2 separate regions of the Sus scrofa genome follow, and region 2 is linked to region 1. Evidence: chromatin contacts called from public HiChIP or PLAC-seq data. All regions are on one chromosome and are shown on one strand. The core of a region is the stretch at or near the end of the contact, and the rest is flanking DNA. Distances in the headings are between cores, read along the strand shown.

The links. HiChIP or PLAC-seq counts read pairs in DNA pulled down with a chosen protein or histone mark.
Region 2: a contact with region 1 is called in an H3K27ac HiChIP or PLAC-seq map of alveolar macrophages. The contact joins two enhancer-like sites. A contact is called at or near these places in 1 of 5 promoter capture datasets (skeletal muscle), 1 of 47 Hi-C or Micro-C datasets (embryonic fibroblasts) and 2 of 2 datasets of contacts at active chromatin or transcription factors (alveolar macrophages and skeletal muscle).

The regions. Positions count from the first base shown.
Region 1 is chr8:137,621,538-137,627,578 of Sscrofa11.1, reverse strand. LOC106510569 reads left to right here. Exons shown (of 2, transcript XM_013998646.2): 1 at 1-3,360; 2 at 3,872-6,041. The coding sequence starts at 2,838. The coding sequence ends at 3,966. Among named protein-coding and RNA genes, the nearest start is that of PRDM8, 13 kb to the right of the region's middle. Within about 2 kb of position 3,513, at least 32 of the 83 cell types and tissues checked have an H3K27ac peak or open chromatin away from gene starts, as enhancers often do. A contact at or near this core is called in alveolar macrophages, where this site is marked.
Region 2 is chr8:137,799,166-137,805,145 of Sscrofa11.1, reverse strand. It overlaps ANTXR2 (anthrax toxin receptor 2), which reads right to left. Exons shown (of 17, transcript XM_003129371.6): 12 at 5,380-5,475. Among named protein-coding and RNA genes, the nearest start is that of ANTXR2, 73 kb to the right of the region's middle. Within about 2 kb of position 4,130, at least 33 of the 83 cell types and tissues checked have an H3K27ac peak or open chromatin away from gene starts, as enhancers often do. A contact at or near this core is called in alveolar macrophages, where this site is marked.

The sequences.
Region 1 (6,041 bases), core at 2,264-4,763:
GCTGACCTACGCAGGTTCACCATCATGCTCCAGTACACTGCCAGCTAGTTTCCAGGTGGGTTTGTCCAATGGAAGACAGCCATGCGAAACTAGAAGATGTGAGAAGAGAAAGACTGGGGGCTTTCTTCCCTGCTCCCTCCTTGCTAAACTATGGCCTCTCTGGCAGTACCTCTGTCCCCACGACTCTCACTGAGCCCCTCCCCCAAGTAAGGTTCCAGTGTCCTTACTGGGCTCTAGAAACACTAATTCCTCTGCTAAAAGCTTCTTGTTGTGCTGTTTCTGTATGTTTCATCATCTCATTTGCTCCCATAACAAGGCCCACATCTTTCTAAGTAGTCTTTTCATATGATCTATTTGCACTGAATTCTGATTCCTGCTGGGTCCCTCACAATGACCACATTTAAAAACCTGCCGTTATTTCTAAGTTTTACTGTAGTCCTGCAAGGCATTATTAGCTTTACTAACCTAGTTGCAGATCAGGACAGAGACCTAAACAAGTAAACTACCCAAGGTCACACATCTAGCCTGAGTCACAGAGTTGGGTTTAAAACTCTAGTCCTTCTAACAAAAGCCATTTTTCTTGTTTCATTTAAATTTATAAACAAGTTCTATTTATACTTTTCTCCCCAAAACTAATTTCATTTAGATATGTCAGACTTAATGTCTGCTGTCTTATGAACATATTGATTAAGATTCAGCCCTTATTTTGAAATAGAATTTGATGAAATTCACAAAGAAATTGCTAAATTCAAGTGTGGTATCCCTGACTGATAAGTTTTAACGACTTTAAGGAAAACAAAAGATTTTACTTAAAACAACATGATAAAACTTGCTATCTCCTCTTGCCTGGTGCTCACATTGTGTTGCTCAACCTGAGGTTTTGGCCAGACACCCCAGACTGCAACCCAACAACCATTCCCAAGGCCCCTATCTCTACCTTTTTACATTTTAAAAGTTCATTCTCTCAGATTCCTTTGTAGGTATCCGGGTCCAGGTAACCTAGGTCTGGCTAATAAAAAGTGAAAGTATTTCCTTCACATAAAAGAAAAGAACTACTTTCTTTGTCTCATTCCTTTCTTCGTGCTTAAGAACAAAGGTGTGATGCCTGGAATTACAGCAGTCATTTTGTGACCATGAGCCAGTGTACATATGCCCCAAGTATTTCATTCTATATATTTATACTAAAAAGAGTAGTTTAATTTTATACATAATACATATACATTATATGTCAGTAAAGAGCTGTTATGCTTGACTTAAACACTGAGTTCCGCAAGCCCTCTAACCTTTGACTTTTGTTGTTGTTTTACTAAATACTCAATGGACAGAAAGAATATTTATAAAATATGTGCATGACATAAAGAAAAACAATACACTGACAACCTGTGACTAGGCAATCGCACAGCTTAAGGAAAAGAACACTTCAGAGGCAACTTCTATCCTAGATTTTATGTTTTAATAATTCCCTTGCTTGCTTCTGTTCATATCTATTCTCTCTGAAAAGCTAGACTTTTTTTAATTCACATCGTTAACATATGCAATTTTTACCTTTCAAAGTGCAGTAAAGATAGCCTGACAGCCTCCCACCCTCCTCAAATTACAAGGCAAAGAGGATGGTGCAACCGAAACAGCCGGAAAGGTACTCTTTACATCTGTGATGGGAAAGCCTTGAGGCAGGAAGAGAGTTCCTCTTTACAGAGACAGATAAACAGAGGTACACATAAGGTGGGGCAGGGGTGGAGACAGAGAGGGAGGGTGGGAGACAAAAAGGTCCCAAGGTGGGAGGGGGTTGACCTTGGGGATTTGGGGGGAGCAACTCAACTTTGAGGTTTTCAAGGGGTTCCCCTGGCCCTCCCTCAGCTCCTGCCTAGGCAGGCAGACCCCTGCCCAAGCCCCAGCCCCCTCCTGAGATCCTGCATATGCTTTCTTGCTAAATGACTCCTCGCACCGTTATCTCCTCACGGGATACATCTGTTGGGTGCCTCTCATCCTCAGCTCCGCTTTCATCTCTTCCTATCGCAACACATTGTTGCCTCCAGTCCTTGTGCCAGAGTGGAAGGGAGCCATCCCGCCAGGCCGCGCTCTGGGATTGGCAGCGAATGAATGATTGGCAGCGGGCATCTCTGTCAGGGCTTTGGCATGCTGCAGAGTAGAAGCCCTGTGCTAATGAATGCCATCTACACCTACCAGATGTGCCACTGGGTGACATGCCAGATCTTTTACATAATGCCATTCTGCCGGACAAGAGACAGCTGGGGGGGGGGGGTTGTCTTTTAATGCCTTGGGGTGAGAGTGGGTTTGCCTTTTTTGTCTCACCCAGACTTCCCGCCACCACCCACACACCCAATCAGTCCCCCCTACGTGGAGCTATAACCTATGGCTGAGGTCCTTGCCTTCAGAGATGGCCCAGAAGCAGGAAAGCTGGAGCTCCTGGACCTGCTCCCTCGACTCTCCCCTACACTCTCACCCTTCCTGGAGTTTGCCCCCGCCCCCATCCAAATTTAGGAAAGAGAAATTTTCCTTTTTTAAGTTAAAGCTATAAAAACGCTGGACGCATATGAAATGAAAAAAGTAAAGGGGAGAAACGACGCGTCCTTTCCTCCCCCTCCCCCCAATTATCCTCCACTTCCCAGCCCGAAAGTGGGAGGACGAGCCCCCCTCGCGCCATTCTCCTCCTTTTCCACAGTCCGAGGGGACTAGATGGTGTCCGTCCCGCTTTCTGGCTAAAGCGGTTGTCGGAAGTAACGTGGGGGGTCCAAAAGCCCACGCCGTGTGGAGAGGACTCTTTCCCGGCGTGGGATGGGCACGGCGGGCGGGAAGGGAAGAGAAAACCACTTCCGATGGGAGATGGGCGATGGGCGGCGTGCGTGCGCGCGCGGGCAGAGTTTAGGTCCACGCCACCCCCGCAGGGGCATCTGCAGGTGGGAGGAGGAGCCGCCGCGCCGGTCCCCGCTCTTTCGCTGGACCTGCTCGTGGGGACAGCCCGGGAATTGAAGGGACCTAAGAGGGGCAGGCCTCCCCCCAGCCCCCGGACTCCAGCATCCGCTCCCACGCCCGGCCCCCGGCCCCTAGCGCGCCGCGGGCGGAGCTGCCAGGCCCCTTCCCTCGCCCCCGCCCGCTGCCGAGGCTCCAGATGGCGGCTCCTCGCGCTCGGCTCGCGGCCCCCAGACGCCGCCCGGCAGCAGCCGGCGGTCGCTCCCTCCCTCCCAGCTGCTGCGGCGGAGCCCGCGACCCGCTCGGCGAGGAGGGCGGGCCCCTCGGCCGGCTGGGACCCGGGCGGAAGCCGGGCGCCGAGGGGCGCGCAGGAGCCGTGCCCGCGGGGCAGAAGCCGTGCCCGCGGGGCAGGAGTCCTGGAGGCCCCAGGTGAGGAGGCCGCGGGGAGCGCGCGGGGAGGGGGGCCTGCCTGGCGCTGGCGCCGCCGCCGCTGCACCCCCGCGCCGCTGGGTCTCTCGGCTTTCCTGCCGGCAAGGCGGCCGCCGCGGGCCCAGCGGGCGCGGGCCCGGAGCGCCACGCAGTCGCCAGGAGGGGGCGCCCAGCACCCCGAAGCCGGGGCCCCGGGGCGTCCCGCCCCGCCCAGGGGAAGGCTGGTCCGGGCGGGAAAAGCGCCCCCTCCTGCCGGAGAGCGGTAATGCCCACCCGCCGCGACCAGCCCCTTCGCTTTTTCTCCGCTCTTCTCCCTAAACTCTGCTCCCTCGCTCCCCAAACGCCTCGCTTTTCTCTCGATTGCCAGGTTTCCCTACTTCTCCTCGCCTGACCCCCGCACCCCAGAACGTCCCCCTCCTTCCCCTTTACCCGCGCGGTCAGGGTTTGTCCGCCCCTGGGGCGGTGGGAAGGGGGATGTATTTCGTGCCAGGGCTCCGACTCCTCTCCACAGGTGCCTCCCTGGGAGCCCCCGACATCAATCCCGAGAACGGCGTTTCGAGGGGGTCGAGGCCTGAGCCCGGCAACTCGGTAACCTGGGGGGAGTGATGCGTTTGGGAGCAGCGCGTCCGCTCGACACGGAATTCCCTTTACTGGACGGATGGATAAAGTTCTGCGGCCTGGTGCTGAACCCCTTCTACCCCCAAGTCAGGACACTTCGAGAGCATTTTCCCTTACACAGACCCTGTAAGACCTAACGTCCGTCTCCCTGACAGTCCTCACTGCGGTCCTCCGTAGCAGCCGTGCTGGGGTCGGGGTAGAGGGAGGAAGGCGCTAAAAGGCCGCGGAGCCGGGCCTCCCGCGCACATCTGACGCCCCCTCTAATCCCCCACCCCGCCCGGCGCTCCGGGCGCGTGTCCGCAGACCCTCTGCCGGTCCCTGCGCGCGGCCGTCGGGCATTAGACCCCCGAAAGCAACGTTCCGTAAGCTCCCAGTACAAATCCCCTCGGAAACATTAATCACAGCCACCAGTGAATGCAAAACGTGTGCCCGTGCCTGCCGTGTCTGCCTTTTAATCCCGAAGGCAATTCTGGAAAGCAGCCTCAGACCGGGCTCTATTAATCCCTTACACCAGCAAATGCAATCTCTGACCTACTAGATTTGTTTGCCTGCAATTTCAGGAGGAGTTGGCCTCGACAGAGAAATAGACAGAAAGAAAACTATGGGTGACTCGCGGCGCGGGGCAGTAACGCAACAATGGGGTGCGTTTCCGTCAAAAGGCGCTCCTGCTGTGGCGGGGGCTCAGCCGCCCCGAGTCCTGACACCGCGCGGGGCGGCCGCGGCGTGCGGGCGGGGGTGGGGGGGTAGGGGAGCTGGGTGGCGAGTGCCTAGTGGGGTCGGAGCCCAGAGGAAACCCAGTTCTTTTTCCTCCAAAGGCTTCGACCCCAGGTGACCTCCTTTGGGGCTGTCCCCTTGCGACGGCGCTCGGGCAGGCCGAGGGGTCAAGGTTCCATCCCCTGAGGCCTGTGCCTCGCACTTGAGATTTCACTCTCCACTATTCCATCGCTCAATCAATCATGCTTCTCTTCTCCCACTTTATTCAAAACCGTCTTCCAGTTCCCTCGTAATCGTCATTTGCACCATTGCCTTTTATCTTTGATTAATTAGGAAATCGAAAAAGATAATGGAGGGTCGGGCCGATAAATTAGTCTGAAGAACCGACGGAGGGACGTCTGGGCCGCACGGTGGGTGGGCCCTGTCCACGTGGGCTGGAGGGGCTGCCGCCAGGCTGGCGGGGCAGGAAGGGGTTAAGCAAAGGCGCGGCGCCGGCGAGGGGAGAGCTGCCCTAAGAACCCGGAGGGCTCGGGCGGAGACTTCTCGCCGAGCTAAGTGGGGCGGCGCCAGTGATTTTTAGCTTTTTCTGTTGGGGTCTAGAAAACGAGCGAGGACCAGACTGGCACACGGTTGAGGGCGGGGCTCCTGTTTCCCTCCCGGGGGCCTCCCTGCTGGCGGACGACTGGTTTAAAGCTCGGGGTTTCTAGGCTGGCGACTGTGTCGTCCCGGGATGGGAAGTTGGCTTTACTTTTGCAGCCTCTCCTTCCCTCTCTAGCCTCCTGGTCTGAAGGAGGGTGGGTGGGCGGGAGGGAAGGAGAGAGAAAGAGAGAGAGAGATTGAGAGGTTCTGTTCCTGTGGTCCAATCGGTAACTCCCAGGCCCAAGAGGCCGGCTCCGTCGGCGGAGCTGTTCCCTCCCCTGGCCCTGCGCCCAGCGAGTTCCGGATTCTTTTTTTCGCCCTCCCGCGAAATCGATCACGCCTCCCAGACGGCTGCAGGCGAGCACTTTGCCACTCTTCACAGCTTCGCCCCAGCCTCTTTAGCTTTCAATTGAAAACCAATTAAAGGTTTCTATAAATCTGTTAGTTCCCCTTTTATCTGGAGACCCCGATGCATGCGATATTGCCCTTTAGATGCCTCTTCCGTGTTTTGTTTTACAATTGTTGTATCAATATAATGCGGCCTTTCTTCTCCTGTCTCTATAGATACAGATACACAAGGAAAACCAAAGCTATTCAGTCTCCTCATTTGTCCGGCAGCCTAACAGTGCTGCCCTTTCTCTGCTGCTGCTTTCCCTGCTTCGGGAGCAGCAGTTATGGTAGAAGCAGATGGCGACTGATTGGGGGAGCTT
Region 2 (5,980 bases), core at 2,881-5,380, 180 kb before region 1:
CACGATGGGAACTCCCTGTTCTCCGTATTAGTATCTGCTTCTGCTTTTTGCTCCTTTGTTTTCTACAGTGCACCGTGCTGTGTGTCGGAATATGAATGGGATTGTACTGGCCTCTTCCAGCAAATAACAAGGAGTGACATCCCAAGGAAACTGACCATGGATCCTTGCTGTCAATAGGTTCTAATAATACATTCGCCTTGGATACTTGCGAAGATTAGAAACCCGTTTCTTCAACAAAATGCCTTGTTGCTCTGAAAGCAGTCAATAAATTCTACTCAGTTTATAAAGCATTATGCATATTTACAGTTACTCAAAACGAAACAGAATGGTAATTCTAATTTTAAAGAATGCACATGGATTTTAACTGCCATGGAGGCTTTGTAAATATTCTGAAGACTATTTCATTATCTCCCATCTTACAACCTCTTGCACTCACTCCATAAACACTGATGTAATGACTTGATCTGAAAACACATCACATGAGATTTCTCCAAATCATTAGCCTGAGCAGTGATTCCAAACCTTGGCGAGTATCAGAATCATTTCGGGAATCTATTCGTTTCTTAATGCTGCTGTGTCGCAAATTACCACAAACTCAGTAGTTGAAAACGACCGAATTTTTTTTTTTTTTAAAGTTCTGGGTGCCAAGAGTCCAAATTGAGAACTACAGAGCTAAAATCAGCTGTTGGCAGACCCTGTCATTCACAGGTGCCCAGGGTGTCTCTGCTCCTTGCACCTTCCAGCCTCTGGTTGCGACCGGCGTCCCTGCCTGGTACCGGCCGGCATCACGCCAATCTTCGCCTCCACCACTGCGCTGCCTTCCCCTGCCCGGGGGTCTTCTCTCCTCTGCCTCCCTCTTACAAGGACACTTGTGCCGGCCTGTGGGGCCCACTTACGTCATCCTGGATCGTCTCCCTATTTCAAGAGCCCTAGTTTAATCGTATTGGTGAAGCCCTTTTTGCCATAAAAGATACCATCCATGGTTTCAAGGAGCTAAGACCTCCTCTCGAGGGTCTGTCGGGCAGCCTGGGCGTGTCTCATCCAGCCATCCTCTCCCCTCGAGAGAAGCGCCGCGAGTGGGAATCGGGCAGCTGCTGCCCTGAGGGCTGTCCAGGTACGAGGAGCAGAAAAGAAACGGAGAACCACCGCCCAAGAGAGAAGCCACTCTGTCATCTCTGAGCCACTAATGAGACGTGGGTGAAATTTTAATCTCTAAACAAGGAATGGCTAAATTATTTCGCAAGATACTTTAAAAACATATGAAATGACTGAATGAAGAACGAGTGACAGACATTGGCGCCTCCAGCTCGGGGTTTTTTTCCTCCAGGATTTCTACCTTGATAAGACCTTCTGAGCATGCCATTCTCAAGGAGGGGCTGCTGACATGATGCAAATGTGCCCGAAAACGGACGCTTTAAGCTGTTGAGTCATATTTCAGGTAGGAGGTGAAATACTGGCCCCAAGACTTAAAAGACAAGCAAAAGAAGTTTGCCCAAGAGCAAAGCTGAGATGAATGCATTCCATTGCCCCTTAAAAAGCAGAATTACTGGTAACAATAGGCAAAGAGCAAAGGGATTCCTAAACAAGTTAATGCTGCTAAGAACTGTTTCATGAACCACATTCTGACGTGAGCAGGGCAGAAATACAGTCTCTAAGCATAATGAAGTGGACCCCCTGCCGCTGAACCACCCCCCTCTGGTGCCCTCGGGAGCTCTGTGTTCACGAGGTTAGGTCTCCTCGCCCCGTTTTCAAACCGCCGCCTCCTCTCTCCCAGGCGCACAGAGCTTCCGTGCGCACTCGACACAGCTCAGGCCGGGTCCTCTTTATGTTAAAGGCTGCACTCCACCTACAGCTGCTACAAAACACTGGCTCTGTTCCTCGTCTGGCATAATACATCTCTGCAGCCTCTTGCCCGAGGGCAGTCTGCACCCACTCCCCACCCCAGGCGGTGCCCCCCGCCCCCGCCCCGCCACATCCAAGGCCCACTCTCTGCCACTGGCCTTGCGTTTCAATTATTGACGGAACTCAGCTGGATGGTTTAACCCCCACCAGGACCAGACCCAGCACCACACCAAGCCAGCAAAACTTCTTTTAGGGGATTACACTGATCAAATCTTTCCAGTGGCTTCTTATCATCCCTGGGGTGAGTACAAATGTCCTCAAAGACACAGGAGTGGCCCCCTTTCCCTGACACGCTAGGCCTCAGCCTGGCCCTTCCAGAAGCGTGCCTGAGTAACTCATGTCAGTCCACACGCTTCAGGGGACAGCCCCTCTTCAACTGCGGTGTCTCACTACATTCAAAACTCGGTTGGGAGTCAGCAGCCCGGCTCCACTTCCCTGAAACAACCCCTTAACTCTGGCAAAACCCTCTTCCTTTGTGCTCCTCACACATCTTGCTACCGGGACACACGCCTCCATTTATAAGCTTCAACCTCCGTCCACACTTCGCCCACGGTTCTGGGCTTCACAGGAAAACGTGCTAATCACGTAATGATTATATAATCGTCGTTGCCGTGTCCCCAGCTCCTGGCACAGTTCTGGCACATGTGACAGTGCTAAGGGCTGAATGCAGAATGCCGCCTCTACCATCTCCCTGGGGTTTCTTGGGGATTTTTGTTTGTTTGTCTTTTTTGTCTTTTCCAGGGCTACACCCACGGCATATGGAGGTCCCCAGGCTGGGGGTCTAATCGGAGCTGTTGCCACCGGCCTACACCACAGTTCACAGCAACGCTGGATCCTTAACCCACTGAGCAAGCCCAGGGACTGAACCCGCAATCTCATGGTTCCTCGTTGGGTTGGTTAACCACTGCTCCACGACAGGAACTCCCCGTCTCCCTGTTTTTAAACTTACTTTAGGAACCATTTGCTAGGGTTCATTTATTCCTAGACCTAAAGACAAGCTCGTTCTCAGGGCTGGCTGCTCTTCAGTCTATTTCTAAGTGTAAAATAAAGACGGTTCTCTCTAGGAAGTAAACGCTCCAGAAATGAGTAAGCACATGCTGTTTCTGAGAAGAGGAAGCCCTTCTGACTTCCTGGAGATACACCTTCATGCTGCCCCAGGGTGCCTCGCACAAAGAAGCACGCCTGATTTGATTCGCCACCGGCAGGGACAGGGACGGGAGGGCTCTACGCTCACCGCCTGGCCACCGAATCCTTTTCTGCAACATCCAGCATGAGGGTGGAGACGTCACTGAGCGCGTCCGGCGCCTCCCGGAGAAGCTCGCTGCAGTCTTCCACAGCCGCCTTTTATTTTTTTGACTGTTTAACTATAGCTGACTTAGGACATGCTGTCCCTTTCGGCCATCCGGCGTGGAGATCCAGTCACACGTATATACACACTCTTTCTGCCACATTCCCCTCCCCCGCGTTCCATCACAGGTGACTAGGTACAGTCCCTGTGCTGTACAGCAGGACGTGTCTTTGTGAAAAATCAAAATGCTTTGACACTTTCGAGCCCTCTGATCAATATTAAATGAAACTGCAAAATAATGCAAGAAGGAAATCTGCCACGGTGAAGTTTAAATTAAAAAAAAAAAAAAAAAAAAAAAAACAAGGACCATGGATCACATGAAGGTGCCTTTTTGCTCTTTAACTTGAGACTCAAGAATGCTCGCTCGCCTAAAAATCACCCTAAGATAATCAAGATTACAACAGGAAACTGAGCAGAAATTGCTACGGCAGGAAACTGATTAGTTCAGCAAAGAGATAGCACACTTCTTGTCTCCACTGGTGTCGCAGTTAATTCTGTGCCTCCTCCCTGGGCCAACTGCTCTGAGATAAAGGACTGCAAAGTTGCCTCATGGAAGCAGACTGAAACGCAATGCAGGAGTAAAACAAAGCACTGCCTGAAGTTGCAAGAAAGTCGAAATCAATGAACAAAGGTAAGGAGAAGAAAACACAGTCACGTAAAACACTAGTGACCTACAGGTGACAGCATTCCATACAATGTGCTGGGAAGAAAAGGCGTGCTATCAAAAGAAGGTGGGATTCCCTTTCCTATGAAGTCTGGACAGTCCAAGTTGCATTGCTTGAAATGTGCTCATGTTTATTACTCAACCTTCCACCCTGTGGTAGGAAGAATCACAGTTCTGTAACCATGTCCACACCCTAATTCCTTGGAACTGTGACGAAATTGCCTTAAAGGGCCAGAGACTTTGCTAGGATCCTGAGATGGGAGATTATCCTGGATTATTCAGATGCGTCCAACCTAATCACGTGGTCCCTTTCCCAGGGGTTCAGAGTCAGAGGGACCAGTGATTACAGAGAAATGGTCGCAAAGACGCAAGCTGGCCGGCTTCAAAGGAGGAGAAGGGGCCCGTGCAGCAAGGAACAGCGGTGGCCTCTAGGAGATGGAGGAGGCGAGAGAGCAGATTCTCTCAACAGCAGGAGAGAGGAATGCAGCCCTATCGACACCTGAATTTAGCCCAGTGGGACCCATGCTGGAGGCGATTACGTAGCAGTTTACACTGGTGTGGCTCTAAGCTACCAGATGTGCGGCAGTCTGTTACGGTCGCAACAAAAAGGTTATACACACCCGGATGCTTTCAGGTCTTCCTCACAGTCGAAAAATGACACAACCTAAAACCAACTGTCATAACATCAAAGTGACTGTTTAACAAATATCCTAACATTTGCACAAGACTTCTTGCTTTTTTTATTGAAGTCTAGTTAATTTACAGTGTTGTGTTAGCGTCCCGTGTACAGCAAAGTGACTCAGTTTCTCATACATTTATTCTCTTTCATCTTCTTTTCCAATGTGCTTTTATCACAGGATATTGACTATAGTTCCCTGTGCTGTGCAAGAGGACCTTGCTGTCGATATGCTCCTTATATACCGGTTTGTATCCACTAATCCCAAACTCCCATTTCATCCCTTTCCCACCCTCTCTCTTCGTGGCAAGCACAAGTCTGTTCTCCTTGACGTGACTTATTTCAAAAATGTTTTTTCCAAGAGGCAAAGAGAGAAGGTCCTAAAATAGCAGAGCTTTCAAAGAGGTAACGAAACATTCGATAAACGCTAAAAAAATCAAAACCAAAAAACCCTGACCGATTACCAACCTCTCTCAATTAATCCGGCAGAACACATCAACTCACGTGAAGTTCTTTTGCACTGGAGCAGAAAACCCTTCATCCCATAACCTCTCCTACCTTCTTCTCCCCTTCTTCCCCCAAACCTGATTGCAAAGTGTCTTCTGGATGAATAAATGTTCATAATAAACATTCTCTGGAATGCATGAATGGAATTTTATTATAGTGATAAAAATTGTTAAAATTCACTTTGCTAATTGAGACTCTGCTGTTGCACAATGTGGCACTGACTCACACTTCAGCCTGACTTTATACCTCAGTGTTGTAGGTCTGCAAGTCTTTCTTACTCACCACTTTGCAGCAAAGGGGCCAAAACCACCACATCAAACCGATACCCAGGAGTAGCAGTAACACCAAAATAGCGATGACGGCTGCAATCCCATTAGACTAGAGGAAGCAGAAAACAAAAGCAAGGCAGTCAGCAAAGTTAAGGATCAAATCCCAAACACACTTTTTTTTTAAGGAAACAGCAGAAAGTAATACAGAAAGCAACAAAATGTCAAACCGGATTTCAACTGCATTTCTTTAAATTCTTTAAATTGTATAAATTACCTTATATCCTATTTATATGATATTCCTTTTTATTACACTTATATATTAAATATACTATAATTTATTTGTATTAAATTCCCTTACATTTATTTCACATATACTATGTTAAGACAGGCCACAATAAATATGAAATCTTCCAAAGTGTTTTGAATTATGCCTTGAAGAAACATAAGGCAAGCAAAACCACAATTTGGAGCTGTTCGCATGGTCCCTGCGGCCCTGTCTGTCTCTGGGGAGGATTCTTCTGGTTACAAGCATGATTACCTCCAGGCAGCACTTCCCCAGACTTTGCGAAAACGGAACACTATTTGTTTGTGTGTTCAAATGACAGGACAAGATG